Regions from separate parts of the Mus musculus genome. Here regions 2, 3, 4 and 5 are each linked to region 1. The links are chromatin contacts, called in public HiChIP or PLAC-seq and promoter capture Hi-C maps. All regions are on one chromosome and are shown on one strand. The core of a region is the stretch at or near the end of the contact, and the rest is flanking DNA. Distances in the headings are between cores, read along the strand shown.

Region 1 (2,581 bases), core at 58-2,557:
GCTGGGATCCTAGCAGCCCCGTAGCACCCCTCTCCCCCCCCCCCTTCTCTCCAAGCATATCTGGGTCTTCTACCAGAGAAGCTGAAACCCTGCAGCTCACCCTGCCTGCAACCTCATGAGCACAGAAGCCTGAAGCTGGAGTGACTCCTGGTGGTTCCTTACCCACCCTGGCACAGCTTTGGCCCTGCTTTAAAAGCTAAGCACAGGGCTGGCGAAATGGCTCAGCCGGTAAGAGCATTGACTGCTTTTCCGAAGGTCCTGAGTTCAAGCCCCAATAACCACATGGTGGCTCACAACCACCGGTAATGAGATCTGACACCGTCTTCTGGTGTACAAGCAGGGATTGAGGGAGCAGAGTTGACCAGAGTTGAGTGGGCTAACCGGAGCGAGCAGGGGTCCTAAAAATTCAATTCCCAACAACCACATGAAGGCTCACAACCTATAGCTACAGTGTACTCGCATACATAAAATAAGTCTAAAAAAAAAAAAAAAAGCTAAGCACAGTTATATAGGTAGATATTAAAATTATCATCTCTCCGGATCTGAGAAAACCAGAGATTCTCTCAGAATGCCTGGATATAGGGGAGCCTGTGGGCACATTAATATCTACAGCCATCGCTGAGTTCCACACCTAGGTGCAGACCAACCTCACCAAAAAAGAAGCTAGATGCATTTTGTCACTGACATCTGCTCTGAGAACATGATCAGGAAGGATGTATATGGCTGGCCTGCAAGCCCAAGGCTTCTTACTACAAGTGTCCCAGTGAGCACCAACTACAGGCTGGCGGTTAGAACACAGTGCGCATGGGAACACAATCGCCTGATCCACACTGCTGGCCGGGCATCAGAAGGTCCCCGGTGCCACATTACCCCAGAGACACCCCCACTCCAAAACTCTCACTACTCCTTCTGCCTCCCCCAGCTCGTTGCATCATGGGAATAGGGCTTCAGTCTCCCTGCTCAAGGGAACCTAAAGGGCCCAGGCCACCAGCCAGGTGGCCTAGTCAGGTAACCATTGGTCACTCAGTAGCCGGTCAATGGTCCTTTGTGTGGTGACAAGACTGGCATAATGGGCACGTCTTAGGTCGGTTGCACACCCTTAGGGAGCTGCGGTGCCAGGCTGGGGACTTGTGGCCGCAAGCCCCGGTGCAGGGGCGTGGGAGGCAACGCCAGAGCCCAGGCCACCCGGCAGCTCAGAGATGGGAGCCGCGGGACGAGTGAGGGAACCTCAATGTCCTGCCGCAAGGGGCAGGGTGGCAGGGAGGGGCGGGGCGGAGAGGGTGACACCCGAAGGGCCGAGGGAGGCGGGGTCCGCGTCCAGGACGCGGCGGGGCGGAGCGGGGCGCGATGCCCCCCGGCAGGGCCAGGCCCGGAGGGGCGGGAACAGGGCGGGACGGCCGCACCTAGCTCTGGGCTTCCAGCCTGGCCCGCCCTCTACCCTCGGCGCTCCTCAAAAGGGGCGCGGGCGGCGGGTGGAGGGCGGCGGCGCCGTCGGGGCTGGGGTGCGGCCGCCATGGACCCGTGGCCATGGCTGACGGCGGCGCTGCTGCTGCTGTTGCTGCTTGTGCAGCTGAGCCGCACAGCCAGGTTCTACGCCAAGGTCGGTCTCTACTGCGTGCTCTGCCTGTCCTTCTCCGCCGCGGCCTCGATCGTCTGCCTGCTGCGCCACGGCGGCCGCACCGTGGATAACATGAGGCAAGGGGGCCGGACGCCGGGATGGGCGCGCGCTTCCGCTTTCCTAACTTCTGAGCTCCTCGCGTTCTTTCCTTCCTGCCCCGCCCGCCCCGCCGTCCCCACGGTCCGGAGCCTCCGACGACGCGGCTTCCCGTCCCAGGGGCGCGTGTCACGATGTGCGCCGCTTGTAGGGCTCGGCCCTGCGGCGCCCCCTGCGCGCAGCGTGGAGTGTCGGGTTTGCGCGCGCCGCTAGCTTTGGGAGAGGGAGGGGGCCGAGCGAAGGTGGGACAGGCCCAATCCCACTTTCACCAGCAGGGAAACCGAAGCCTAGCCAGGCTTCCGGTCCGTGCTTCCACCTCTCTGCCGGTTAGAAGACACCTGTGCCCAGGTTGTAGCCACAGGTTCTCCTTGTCATTAACTTCCTCTTCTGGGGGGTGGGGGCCGAACTGTCTTTGGACCTGGCTTGCTAGCAATAAAGGAAGGAGGCTGTGGCCAGAATCCTCCTCTGCCCATCTCCCAGAGCAGGGAAGCTTAGTGGACAAGCAAAAGGTACAGGTATGGAGATCAGGCTAGGTTGTCCTGCAATGGGGGCTGCCCGAGAGAAAAAGCCTCTAGTCCTTTCTCCCTGTCCACACTCCCAGGAGACTGTTGCTACATTTCTTTCTGCCCCATTTGGACTGCTGAGAGGGTGGGTTTTGCAATGTCCTGGCCTTGGCCTTGCCTGGGTGTTTCGGACCTTGTGCCCCTGAAGCCCCTCCTCCCCCGCGGTAGTTACAAGGACTGTGAATGATGGTTTCCTGACTCTCGGCTGTATCTGGTCGTCTTTGGGGTTAGGATGCTGTCCTGACCAGCCATATTTTGTGGGTCCCAGCCCTCATTTCTCAGGTGCTTATAGTGACTATCCAGT
Region 2 (2,581 bases), core at 33-2,532, 420 kb before region 1:
ACTGACCGGCCTGTAACTCCAGCTCCTACAAGTCCATCATTTCAGCTTCAGGAGCACAGACTCACAGACAGACATAAAATTTAAAAATTATATATCTTAAGTTTTTCACATGTTTGGGTGTTTTGTCTGTACCACATAAAAGCTGATGCCAAAAGGCACCAATTGTCCTGGAAATGGAGGTAAGAGGAGGGTTGTGTGCCAACCCGTGGGGCTGGGAAATCAAACCTGAGTCCTTGCAAGAGCAGCCAGTGCTCTCAGGCTCCCAAAATTATGTATAACACACACACACACACACACACACACACACACACTCAGCTTGGATGTGAAGTGGAACACCACTCACTGAAAGTTCACCTCCCCACTAAGTAACAGACAGGCAAGGCAAACACAGGAAGGAAAGACGTCCAGCCAGGGTGGGTCGCAGCAGTTTTGTGGTCTCTACTGTCCTCTCTAGAAGTGTTTCTAAAGGGGAACTGAGACTTCTACAACACCCTTTACTGTTTTAATAGCCTGGTAACAAAGGGTCAGTTTATAAATGTGAACAGGAAGTAAGTCCACTCCTGTGACTGAAAAAGTCCAAAGACACAGATAGGCATCTTGATTGTGGCTTTTTCCACCTCCTAGAGAAGTTTCTGTTTCGTTTTTTTTGGTCATTTTATACCATTACTGGAATGATTTTGAACAGTGCAAGCTATTTGGACAACCAGGAAATCCCAGAGATCAGGAATGTAGCTCAGAGACAGATTGCTTGCTAGCAGAGAGAAGCCTTGGGGTTTGTCCACAGCTATGGGGTGAGACACCGCAGGGCACCTGCTGGAGTTACCCCTAATTGTTTCTGCTCCACCCTCCTCCTACTTACTGTACACACCCAAAGTAGTGATTCATTGGAGTCAACTAGGGTTAGGAGGCGAGAAGTGAAGTGGCAGGTGTAGAAGTGACATCTATGTGACGGGAGAGGGCACAGAACAGGGCCAAGCAAGGCAATAATAAAAAAATATATAATAATAACAATCCTCCGTGTGACCTTGGCAAGCTTACGACTCTCTGGGCTTCTCCTCCATAAAGCCAGACCCAGCCATGGAGCAGTCCACGCTCTTAGCCTGGCGAAAGGGTGCTCAGGCGGCCCTGCCCTAGAAGCGGGTTTCCCCGGCAGAATCCAGCGCCTCAAGGCGCACGCGATGGGACACGCCCGGGAGCCCGATCGCACCCTGCATCCGAGGCGTGCGGCTGTCTCATTGGACAGCACGGCTCTGCAGGGCCGCCCTGCAGCCAATCGCATCTGTAGGGCGGAGCTTCGCCTGCTGTGCTGAGGGCTCAGGCAGATGCTTTAGCTCTGCAGTGGAGTCCCGCTGTATCTGACCATCCGCGCTGGCCATGCAGGAACCCCTGCTAAGAACCGAGGGACTCGACTATGATACCTTCCCCGAGGTGCCCGCGACTCCTGGAGAGAGAGAACGAGCCGGGTGAGAGTCTCAGGGTGTGGGCATGGGAGGTTGGGATGGCCTTATCTCCAGCAGACGATACACATCTTGGGCCATTACTGACTTCTGGTGAGTGGCCACCAAGAGTCATCTGACTCTTTCTTACCGCATGCTCGCAAGTCCTATTTAAAGAACTGGACCACCATAAAGAAGAGAGCCTCCAAAGGAATACTGGGTGGGATCCCCACCTGCCACAGGGGGAGGACATGGGTCTTGCCTAAGATCACAGAACAAGCTTTGAGCATCACAACAGGAGGCAAAAACCACAATTTCTTTTCTGGAGAAAACGGGCACCAGCCCCAGCCGACAGCCTGGGGATTTCCCAGAGCTGCTGCTAAGGCCTGAAGACAACTTGACTGGCCCTGGACCCAGGCCTCTCCTGGTTATCTGCCGAGCTGGATGGTCATGGGCTCGGGGAAGGCAGCAGTCTGGGAACTCAGGGTCCATTTAAAGGACTTGTCCTTGGTCCTTTGGTTCTACCCCATCCCCCACCAGGGCCTTGAAAAACAGAAGGGTGTTCCTGGCTACCTTCGCCGCTGTGCTGGGCAATTTCAGCTTTGGGTATGCCTTGGTCTACACATCTCCAGTCATCCCTGAACTGAAGCTCTCTTCTGACCCAGCACTACACCTGGACAAAATCCAGGCATCCTGGTTTGGGGTGAGGCCTGTTCTCTAAATCAGATGGGGTAGTGGAGGGAGCATGGGCCCACTCAACCTGCTTACCACAGGGAACTAAAATCACCTAGCCTTGGAACCTCCCCTAGAGCACCGGTATCTCTCCCTAACACGCATTCCCGTCTGCTAGCGGTGATGGCAAGTGACATGAGGAAGTGACATCCTGCAGAGATGTGGGCCAGGGCTGAGGGGAAGATTTCCCAACCCCATACCCAAAGCCAGGCTGCCACAGCAGAGCTGACATCCTCCTGGGTGCCTGGAGGCAGTCACACCAGATGCTAGCGGGATGAGAGGTGCCATATGGACAAGGACAGAACGTGGCTAAACAGAGCCCAGGAGCCCAAGACTTTAACGTTAGAATGTCAGTAGACCCTGAGTTAGGACTGCGACTTGACAGCAAAGCTGGAAAGATTTGGGGTCTCCTG
Region 3 (2,581 bases), core at 42-2,541, 360 kb before region 1:
TCTATCTCTAGGCATTCCAGAACCATTATCTGAGTGAGTGCTGTTGTGATCATAAAAAGAGAAAGAGCTACTAAGATCTGTTCTGGCAGGGTGTGGGGGAAGGGTGTGCCTCAGTGGGCCCATGCCTCAGCATCCCTTCCCCCTGAGAGAGCAGCCACATGACGGTATAGTATAGAATAGAGTTTATTCGGGGCATGGGGAGGGGAGTTAAGAGGGTAGTAGAGACAAAGGCAGAGAGGGGAGGGGGAGGGGGAGGGGGAGGGGGAGGGGGAGGGGGAGGAGAGGATTGGAGGCTGGCCATGAGCATATGGAGAGAGGGGGTAAGGGAATGGGGAAAGGGGGGAACAAGGGGCCAAGAGGCAAAAGCGTGAGAGAGAAAGAGAGAGGGATGAGGGGGCAAGCAGCCCCTTTTATAGGGTCAGTCCTACCTAGCTGCTACCAGGTAACTGTGTGGAGGAGCATATCTGGCTGTTGCCAGGTTTCGGTGGGGGTGGAGTCCAGACAGAATACCAACAGGTGCGAAGGCTAGAGCCTGGATTTTTTTTTTTTTTTTCTACTAGTAATCGAGTTGCTTGGACTTGCCCATACCTTAGGCCTAGTCTCTTTAACTGCCAATTTGAAGTGTGTTGCGGAATCTGCCTAGCCTTCTCTGTGCTCAGAACTTGGTCTTGGGGGGTGCCGGGGAGGGGGTGTCCTGATTGGATATTTTTCCTAACAGCCACCACCAAGTCTCCCAAACCTTCTTACGTGGTCTGTTGGCTTTGCTGCTTATCTCTAGTCAGAGAAACCCGAGGGCAAACGATTCAACTGTGACCGCCCCATCTGTATTGCACTATCAGGATCAAGAATAGATTGCTGGTCATTAACACTGCGATTAAGAATGTATATGTATACGTATATAGTCACAATTAAATTTTGCTTTATCATTAATATCGGACACTGCTGGCGTGCCTTTGCAGTCAGTAAACCAGAGACGTGGGGAAGGCTTCGGTATTCGCAGTGTGTGGTTGTGCATAGGGCAACCTACACAAGACCCGCCTCCGCCTCTTCCGTACCCCCGTGAGTGCCACACCGAGAGTAGTCCCCCAGCCTTTTCCGGTGTCCCAGAGTCTCCTCATTTGCGGCCTTCCGGGACACCAGATCTTTGTGAAGGTCTGGGCTCCCTTCCGTCAAACTCTGGGTATCCAACCGCAGCGCTGCTAGCCAGGGCTGTCAGCCCCCAGTGCTAACTAGCGGGCTAGTCGCAGAGTCCGCATACGTGCGGAACCAAAGATGCAGTCTCGGTTTCTAGCAGGTCGCGAAGAGAACAGCAACCCGGGTTCCCGCATGCGCAGTGGAGCACGCTTGCACCCTGGGAAATGTGTGCTTGCGCGGTTGCTGGAGTCGCGGTCTCTTCCCTGGTGGTTCCGACTGCGGAGAGCGGGGAGATGAAGACGAAGGCCACCGCGCCGGTGCCCCAACCTGGGCCTATCAGGAAGCTCGCTAGGAAGAAAGCCAAGAAGAAGTTCAGGAAGAGCAAAGCTCTGGCAGGAAGTGGGGTTCCGGGAAGCCACCCGGCGGCTGTGGCAGGCCGACCGCCGAAGGCCCCCGAGAACTTTTCTCAAAATTGGAAGGCGTTGCAAGAGGTGAGACCGGCGACAGGCCACCTTCATCCCGAACTTTCTGTCAGGTAGCCACAGACTCCGAAGGAGGAAGGGATGTTGCCCTCTGCTTCATTCAAATTCTTTTTCTCAATTATGAATCACTTATCTAGGTTGCCACCCTGGCAACGTCTTAAACTATGTCCCAGAACTCTGGCCCAGTGGTTCTGGAACTATTGTAGCTCAGGGTATACCCACACTAGTGGTTGTCCTCCTACATTAGGTAGCCTCCCTAGTCCTGAGCCTCTATACCTACCCCCATTCATAAATTCTTCCATACTAGTTAGATGCTTTTTTTTGTTGTTTTTGTTTTTTCGAGACAGGGTTTCTCTGTGTAGCCCTGGCCGTCCTGGAACTCACTCTGTAGACCAGGCTGGCCTCGAACTCAGAAATCTGCCTGCCTCTGCCTCCCGAGTGCTGGGATTAAAGGCGTGCGCCACCACGCCCAGCTTAGTTAGATGCTTTTACTGCCCTTGTTTCTTAGACGGGGAAATTGTGACACATAACTTACAGGGTTTGAGTTGAAAGTAGGTCACATACGGTGTAAACAGCAGAACTGGGGTGCTGAATATGCCTTCACTGTCGACTTCTAGGGAGTCTTGAGGAGTGTATGTCATGGAGCCTCAGTAAGAAAGACAATAAGGAATTTCTTGGCCTCCATAACAACACTCCACCTTGTTCCTTAGTGTGGATCTTCCAACAGGACACCCAGGAGCAGCCAAACCCTGTGGACAGTCAGGGCTGTGTATGCTGGTTCTTGTTCTTTCTCCCAAGAAAGTAAAGTGTGCAGGGAGGACATGTTTACTAAAGGAAACTTGGATTTGGCTCTGGTTTCTACAAGAATCTAAATCCTTCAGGCCTTTTAAGTATTAGGGGAGTGAATAAGTAGAAACTCACTGCAACATCTCTCAGCTGGTTGCCATCTTGTTGTGGTCTTAACT
Region 4 (2,581 bases), core at 50-2,549, 290 kb after region 1:
CCTTCTCACAGGGGTGGCTGGCCCTGAGTTAAATGTGACCCCACAGAGCCTCTGCTCCCAGGGGACTCCAAGAAGCTGCTAGCAAACCTCTTACCCTTGCACTAGAACTTGGAGGAGGGTGTGGGGCTCAGGCATGATCTTCAACACCACACAATGGGGACACTGTCTCTGAGCTGCAGCATTAGAACACTGTATTAGAACGGGACGGCAAGGATCTGTTCGCCAGGCACCAAGCCCTCATTTTGCTCTTTGGGGGTACTAGGCAGAGCTTGGCTAGCTGATGAACCACCCCACTTGAGTAGATTTCTTCAGGGTTGACCCCTAACAGGGAGACCCCAGATATGGGGAAGGGCTAGACGAGGTGGGGGCCAGAAGCTAACTGAAGGATGCTGGGCCTTCCTTTAGGTCTGATGACAGCCCCTGCCCAGAACTCAGGCCGGTCCAGCTCAACCTGAAGCCAGAGTGAACTGACAGCTCTGGTCCACTTCTGGGATCAGCATCTCACCGGAGAACACCCTCATCCATCAAAAGGGAGTCACCAGGGAGGCATGGAGCCAGGGGCAGGACTATCCTGTCATTCCCAGTGGGCGGGCACACAGCACAGACCGCTCGATCACCTGTGAACCTGCCTGGAAGGCAAATGCCTTTGTAGGGAAGCACACACCCACTTGCCTGGCTCAGGCCCAGCTCCTTCTGGCCTAGGGCTGGGGATAGCTAGTGAAGGCAGGGCCCCATCATGACAGCCTGGGTCGTGGCCATGCTACACCAACACCGGGTCACGGCAGTGTCAGGCTTGAGAAGAGAACTCCAGATAACGAAGACTGGCATCCATGCTACTCAGGGTCCCGCAGAGCCGGGTGGTGGAGTGCCCGCCCCGTAAGCCCTTTTGGCATCAGGACAGGGTTGCAGGCAGAACCCAGTCCCAACCCCTCTACCGCGAAACTGATCTTTGGGCCCTGGGCCCCGCGCCCCCACCGCTCCCTACGCAGATCCAGGGAGGCGCGTCCCCGGCCACGTTGCGCGTCGCCGCAGCAGCCTTTGTTCTGGGCCGGCAGCCTCCCGCCCGCGTCTGCCGCTCAGGTCCCCGTTCCCATCCCGGTCCTTGAACTACCTGGAGTAGAGGCGCCTGGAGGCCGGGCCCGGGAGCTCCTCGGCCACGGGCGGGGCCGGGCTCGCCATGAGTCGGGGACGCGCCGAGCAGGAGCACCGCCCCGCTCTGCGGCCGTCCGCCTGCCGATCTGCCCGCCTGTCCGCGCGTCCGTCCGCCTGTCCGCGCGTCCGCGGGAGACGCCGAGGAAGTGATGTGCTGGGGTGCCGCCGCCCCTCCCGCCAGAGCTGTGATGTCACCGCCGCCAGGCGGAGGGAGGGTGGGGAGGGGCAGGCGCCCACCGGCCACCACTGCGGCGGTCCCGCCTACCGTGGGGTGGGCGGGGCTCTGTCTTTGAGGTCCAGTGCAAGGAGAGTCCTGCTCTAGTGTGGACAATGCTGTGTTTCCTTTTCTTTGGGGGGGAAGCCCTGCTAAGCCTGGAGTTTAGTGCTTTTTCTTACACACACACACACACACACACACACACACACACACACACACACACACGAGAGTTTGCTGTCACACACACATCCTGTTCCTTTCCTGTCACCTCTTGTGGGGTACAGGCCATGCAGATGCTCCTGGGGCTAAGGAGAAAACAGGTCTTCCTAGATGGAGTCAGGGTGGGAGGATGCTGTCCAGCCCTAGGCAAGTCTCTACCTTCCTAGGGCTTTCACCACCAGATTTCATGTTGAATTTCATCTGTGAAATGCAAGCGTTTGGAAAACATACTGGAAGAACACCAGGAGCCCACGTGGGAGGCTGGCCGTTGCTCATTCATCTGCCTACCCTCCTCTGAGTTCTCCCAGGACCCTGAGGATCTGAACCTCGGAGTGATCTTTCTTCATCCAACTTGAGTAGCCTTGGAGCCTTCACCTCAGCCAACCCCCAGCCAGCCACAGGGCACCATCTGGACAGCCAGTTCCATTGGGACTCACCCAGGTCTCTGCTCTTCTCTCCAGGCCACTCTAAATCTTCTTGAAAACGTAGCTGTGACCCTCAGTGGAACAGGAACATGTCAGGGTGCAGACTATGGCAGTGTCCTTGGCAGTTTTTCTGCACCCCTGGACCCTGGTCTGAAGAGGGACACCATGCCAAGGTCACCCCAGACAGACCCTGCAGACGCAGCCCACAGTACAGTGGCTTCAGGCGGAGAAAAATGGCAACAAAAACAAACACAAGATAAAACTGGGCTGTTGGCCCTGAGCTAGTTTGTTTTCCTAGGAAGGAGCAGGAGCGAGCAATGAGAACCATCTGTGCCTGGGGCGAGGCGCAAGCTTGCTGCTGTCCCCACACCTCCCCCTAAGACCACAGGAGCCAGGGCTTGCTCTCTCTTGGCTAAGGCAGAGTGTGTGTTATGGCTGGCCAGGCACCACCCACGTTTGCTGAAGTCTCGGGCCTGGTCCCTAGCAGACCCTGGCTCTGGAATGCAGGCGCTTCCTGGTTGCCTTCAAAGGATACAACATACACATGGAGGCTGCTATGACCCACTTG
Region 5 (2,581 bases), core at 25-2,524, 260 kb before region 1:
GGCAGAACTGGGTCAGGATATGTCATCAGAATATTAATTAGCCCCACTGGTCCTAGGACCATTTATCATTTGTTAGGCAGACAGGTGAGCACCCTGGCAGTGGAGGACAGCAATTTGTAGGGAAAGCCAAATAGCCTGTAGGAGAGCCAAGAATCTTTTCCTTGTTTTTAATGTCCTTTTACCCAGCAGTGAGAATCTCTCTCTCTCTCTGCCTCTCTCTGTCTCTCTCTGTCTCTCTCTCTCAGTCTCTGTCTCTCTCTTTCTCTCTCTCCCTGTTCCCCTACCCCCACGTGTGTGCGCAAGCTCCATAGATCATGCAGTGTGCATGCCCAGTAGTAAAAGCACGACGACTGTTCATGTACATGGCGGTCGACTTTACTTTTCCTCATCTAAAAGCTTGGGGCAGATCAATCAGTTCTTAGCCTTTTTTTTTTTTTTAAAGATTTTATTTATTATATGTAAGTACACTGTAGCTGTCTTCAGATCTCATTATGGGTGGTTGTGAGCCACCATGTGGTTACTGGGATTTGAACTCAGGACCTCCAGAAGATCAGTCAGTGCTCTTAACTGCTGAGCCATCTCACCAGTCCCAGTTCTTAGCCTTTTGATTGATAGAAAAAATCATGTGTTAGGCTAATACATTAACACTTTTTTGTTGTTACAAAGATATTAGTTCAGACAGAGAGGTGGATAAATAATGGCTATTAAGGAAGGTGACATTAGCCCAAGGTAAACTGTAATTAGACTGGTATGGCGACAGTCTTACTTCTCCATCATTAGTCAGTTAGCCTTGTAGAAGGTACTTGGAAGGTTTAGCTTCTTTCGAGGGAACTTTGGTTCACATGACGTTTTTCTAGATTAAGTTGACAAGATTGAGAGATGGAGACAAGATCTATGTGAGTTTAAGGACAGCATGATTTACATAGTCAAGTTTAGGCCAGCCTTGGGATACATGACATCTTGCAGAGAGGTACAGAAATAAAGAGATGGCGTGAGAGAAAAGACTGGAAAAGATGAGGGGGAGGAAGAGGAAAGGCAGAGGAAGGAGAGGGGGGAGGGAGAGAGAGGAGGGAGAGACAAAGCAAGCTGAAGAAGACAGTGGGACAGACTTGAGGACCATAGCAAAGTCAGGTTAGAGCATGACAGCAGAGGAGAATCACCCACAGTCCCTGTGATGTGACCTGTGGTTGGAGATACCTGTCTGAGGACACTTGGTTCCTGTACACACGCCTGGGCAAATCAGAAGTCTGCCAGAGTTCTTCCCCGCCCACAGGTGTTCAGAGCTGTGTATTATCTCCCCTGGGGGTGAGTTCTCCTGTGTGCCTGAGACCTGGCCTGTGCCTAACAGCTTGCTGCACAGACACTGAACCATCCTGGGTTCTGACATGAATCTCAGAGGTGAGCTGAGGAATAAGGGGCTGGCTGTGGGCACCCTCCATCGATTGTCTACCATCTGGACCGGGCTTCTTTGCTGCTGGGGTCAGAGGCTCAGATGGGGCAGGGCCAGGCAGGCTGGGCTGGGCTGGCAGGAGCCCCGAGTGTCCCTGGATCTGTGTTTGTGCATGAGTACTGTCAAAAGGTGGGTAAGTGGGGCCAGAGTCACAGTGGAAAATTCTGATCTGACTAGGCAAAGCTGCTGAGGGAGGGCACTGAATGTACGTGATCTGTCTGCCCTTTACTGGACATCCTCTTCCCCACACGCTAGCTATTCCAGAACACAGGTGGTGGTCAGTGGCTATGAATCAGGCCCTGCAGGAGCTCCTAGGAGTCCAGGCCACCTGTGGGGAGAAGGGGAAGGAGGCCAAGGGCAGGAGACTCCAGGTGGCTGAGTCCAGTAATCCTGCAGGGCTGGAGGGAAGGGGTGACTGGGAGGAAGGGTGGGGTTGGCTCCCCAGCCCTCACCTGGTCAAGCTAGGGTCAATTCAATAGCAAAGAAATATTCTTAGTACTACACAAAGAAACACACAAACAAAGCAAAATTAATCCTGGAAGAGAATTTCTTTTTGCCAAAAGTGTGTGCTACCTGTGAGGAATACAAGAGAGTACAAAGTCCACTTAGTTTCTATTCTAGTTTTAGTGGTGACTGTGCCTCACCCCATCCGTGGGCCCGGATCTTACAGACTGACACCATTGTCTAAATCCTAGTCAGCACAAAGGTGACCAGCAAGATTGACTCCCCAGGCATGAACACCGGAATATTGACCCTTGATGGCTCAAGACCCTCGACAGTGCAAACTCACTTTTCACTCTCCATCCTTTCTTCCTGTGGTAAAAATACATAAAACAAAATAACCATCTGAAACATTTTCCCCATAACAAAGAAGATAGAGTTTTCTTATTTATTTTTGTGTGTGATGTGTACATGTGAACATGTACACATTGGCATGCGCGAGGGGATCAGTGGGAACTCTGTGGAGGAGCTTTTCTTCTAACTCCTGGGTTCCCGAGCTCAGGCCCAGGTTGTCAAGCTTATGCAGGAAGGAAGGCTCTACCTACTATGCCATCTTATGGCCAATCTTAGCAATTTTAAGTAAAAAGTTCAGCATCTTTAAATACATTCATTTTAAGTAGGACTGCACAA

What was found. Promoter capture Hi-C pulls out the DNA fragments that hold promoters and counts their contacts. HiChIP or PLAC-seq counts read pairs in DNA pulled down with a chosen protein or histone mark. Capture Hi-C pulls out chosen DNA fragments and counts their contacts.
Region 2: a promoter capture Hi-C map of neutrophils shows a contact between it and region 1, with 2.7 times the contacts expected there. The contact joins the promoter of Slc2a6 here to the promoter of Agpat2 in region 1. A contact is called at or near these places in 13 of 39 promoter capture datasets (the 3T3-L1 cell line, the C10 cell line, HPC-7-derived erythroid cells and 7 more), 8 of 484 Hi-C or Micro-C datasets (B cells, CD4 T cells, CD8 T cells and 4 more), 7 of 115 datasets of contacts at active chromatin or transcription factors (bone marrow-derived dendritic cells, bone marrow-derived macrophages, effector CD8 T cells and 4 more) and 5 of 9 other capture datasets (adipose tissue, embryonic stem cells, liver and 2 more).
Region 3: a contact with region 1 is called in an HNF4G HiChIP or PLAC-seq map of pancreatic cancer cells. The contact joins the promoter of Rexo4 here to the promoter of Agpat2 in region 1. A contact is called at or near these places in 4 of 484 Hi-C or Micro-C datasets (CD4 T cells, bone marrow-derived macrophages, liver and 1 more), 6 of 115 datasets of contacts at active chromatin or transcription factors (the 230-238 cell line, acute myeloid leukemia, double positive thymocytes and 3 more) and 3 of 9 other capture datasets (adipose tissue, liver and pancreatic islet).
Region 4: a contact with region 1 is called in a promoter capture Hi-C map of pancreatic islet. The contact joins the promoter of Gpsm1 here to the promoter of Agpat2 in region 1. A contact is called at or near these places in 5 of 39 promoter capture datasets (the 3T3-L1 cell line, the C10 cell line, hematopoietic stem and progenitor cells and 2 more), 1 of 484 Hi-C or Micro-C datasets (bone marrow-derived macrophages), 8 of 115 datasets of contacts at active chromatin or transcription factors (the SCID.adh cell line, acute myeloid leukemia, double positive thymocytes and 3 more) and 4 of 9 other capture datasets (adipose tissue, liver, macrophages and 1 more).
Region 5: a promoter capture Hi-C map of neutrophils shows a contact between it and region 1, with 3 times the contacts expected there. The contact joins the promoter of Abo here to the promoter of Agpat2 in region 1. A contact is called at or near these places in 4 of 39 promoter capture datasets (the HPC-7 cell line, cranial neural crest, neutrophils and 1 more), 2 of 484 Hi-C or Micro-C datasets (bone marrow-derived macrophages and embryonic stem cells) and 2 of 9 other capture datasets (liver and pancreatic islet).

What each region holds. Positions count from the first base shown.
Region 1 is chr2:26,603,143-26,605,723 of GRCm38.p6, reverse strand. It overlaps Agpat2 (1-acylglycerol-3-phosphate O-acyltransferase 2 (lysophosphatidic acid acyltransferase, beta)), which reads left to right and starts at 1,307. Exons shown (of 6, transcript NM_026212.2): 1 at 1,307-1,695. The coding sequence starts at 1,514.
Region 2 is chr2:27,026,699-27,029,279 of GRCm38.p6, reverse strand. It overlaps Slc2a6 (solute carrier family 2 (facilitated glucose transporter), member 6), which reads left to right and starts at 1,282. Exons shown (of 10, transcript NM_172659.2): 1 at 1,282-1,463; 2 at 1,977-2,139. The coding sequence starts at 1,375.
Region 3 is chr2:26,963,096-26,965,676 of GRCm38.p6, reverse strand. It overlaps Rexo4 (REX4, 3'-5' exonuclease), which reads left to right and starts at 1,291. Exons shown (of 8, transcript NM_207234.2): 1 at 1,291-1,625. The coding sequence starts at 1,359.
Region 4 is chr2:26,314,251-26,316,831 of GRCm38.p6, reverse strand. Gpsm1 (G-protein signalling modulator 1 (AGS3-like, C. elegans)) reads right to left here and starts at 1,299. Exons shown (of 14, transcript NM_153410.5): 1 at 1,112-1,299. The coding sequence starts at 1,179. It overlaps Gm52505 (a long non-coding RNA gene), which reads left to right. Exons shown (of 2, transcript XR_003953775.1): 2 at 406-1,483.
Region 5 is chr2:26,863,688-26,866,268 of GRCm38.p6, reverse strand. Abo (ABO blood group (transferase A, alpha 1-3-N-acetylgalactosaminyltransferase, transferase B, alpha 1-3-galactosyltransferase)) reads left to right here and starts at 1,274. Exons shown (of 6, transcript NM_030718.5): 1 at 1,274-1,398. The coding sequence starts at 1,386.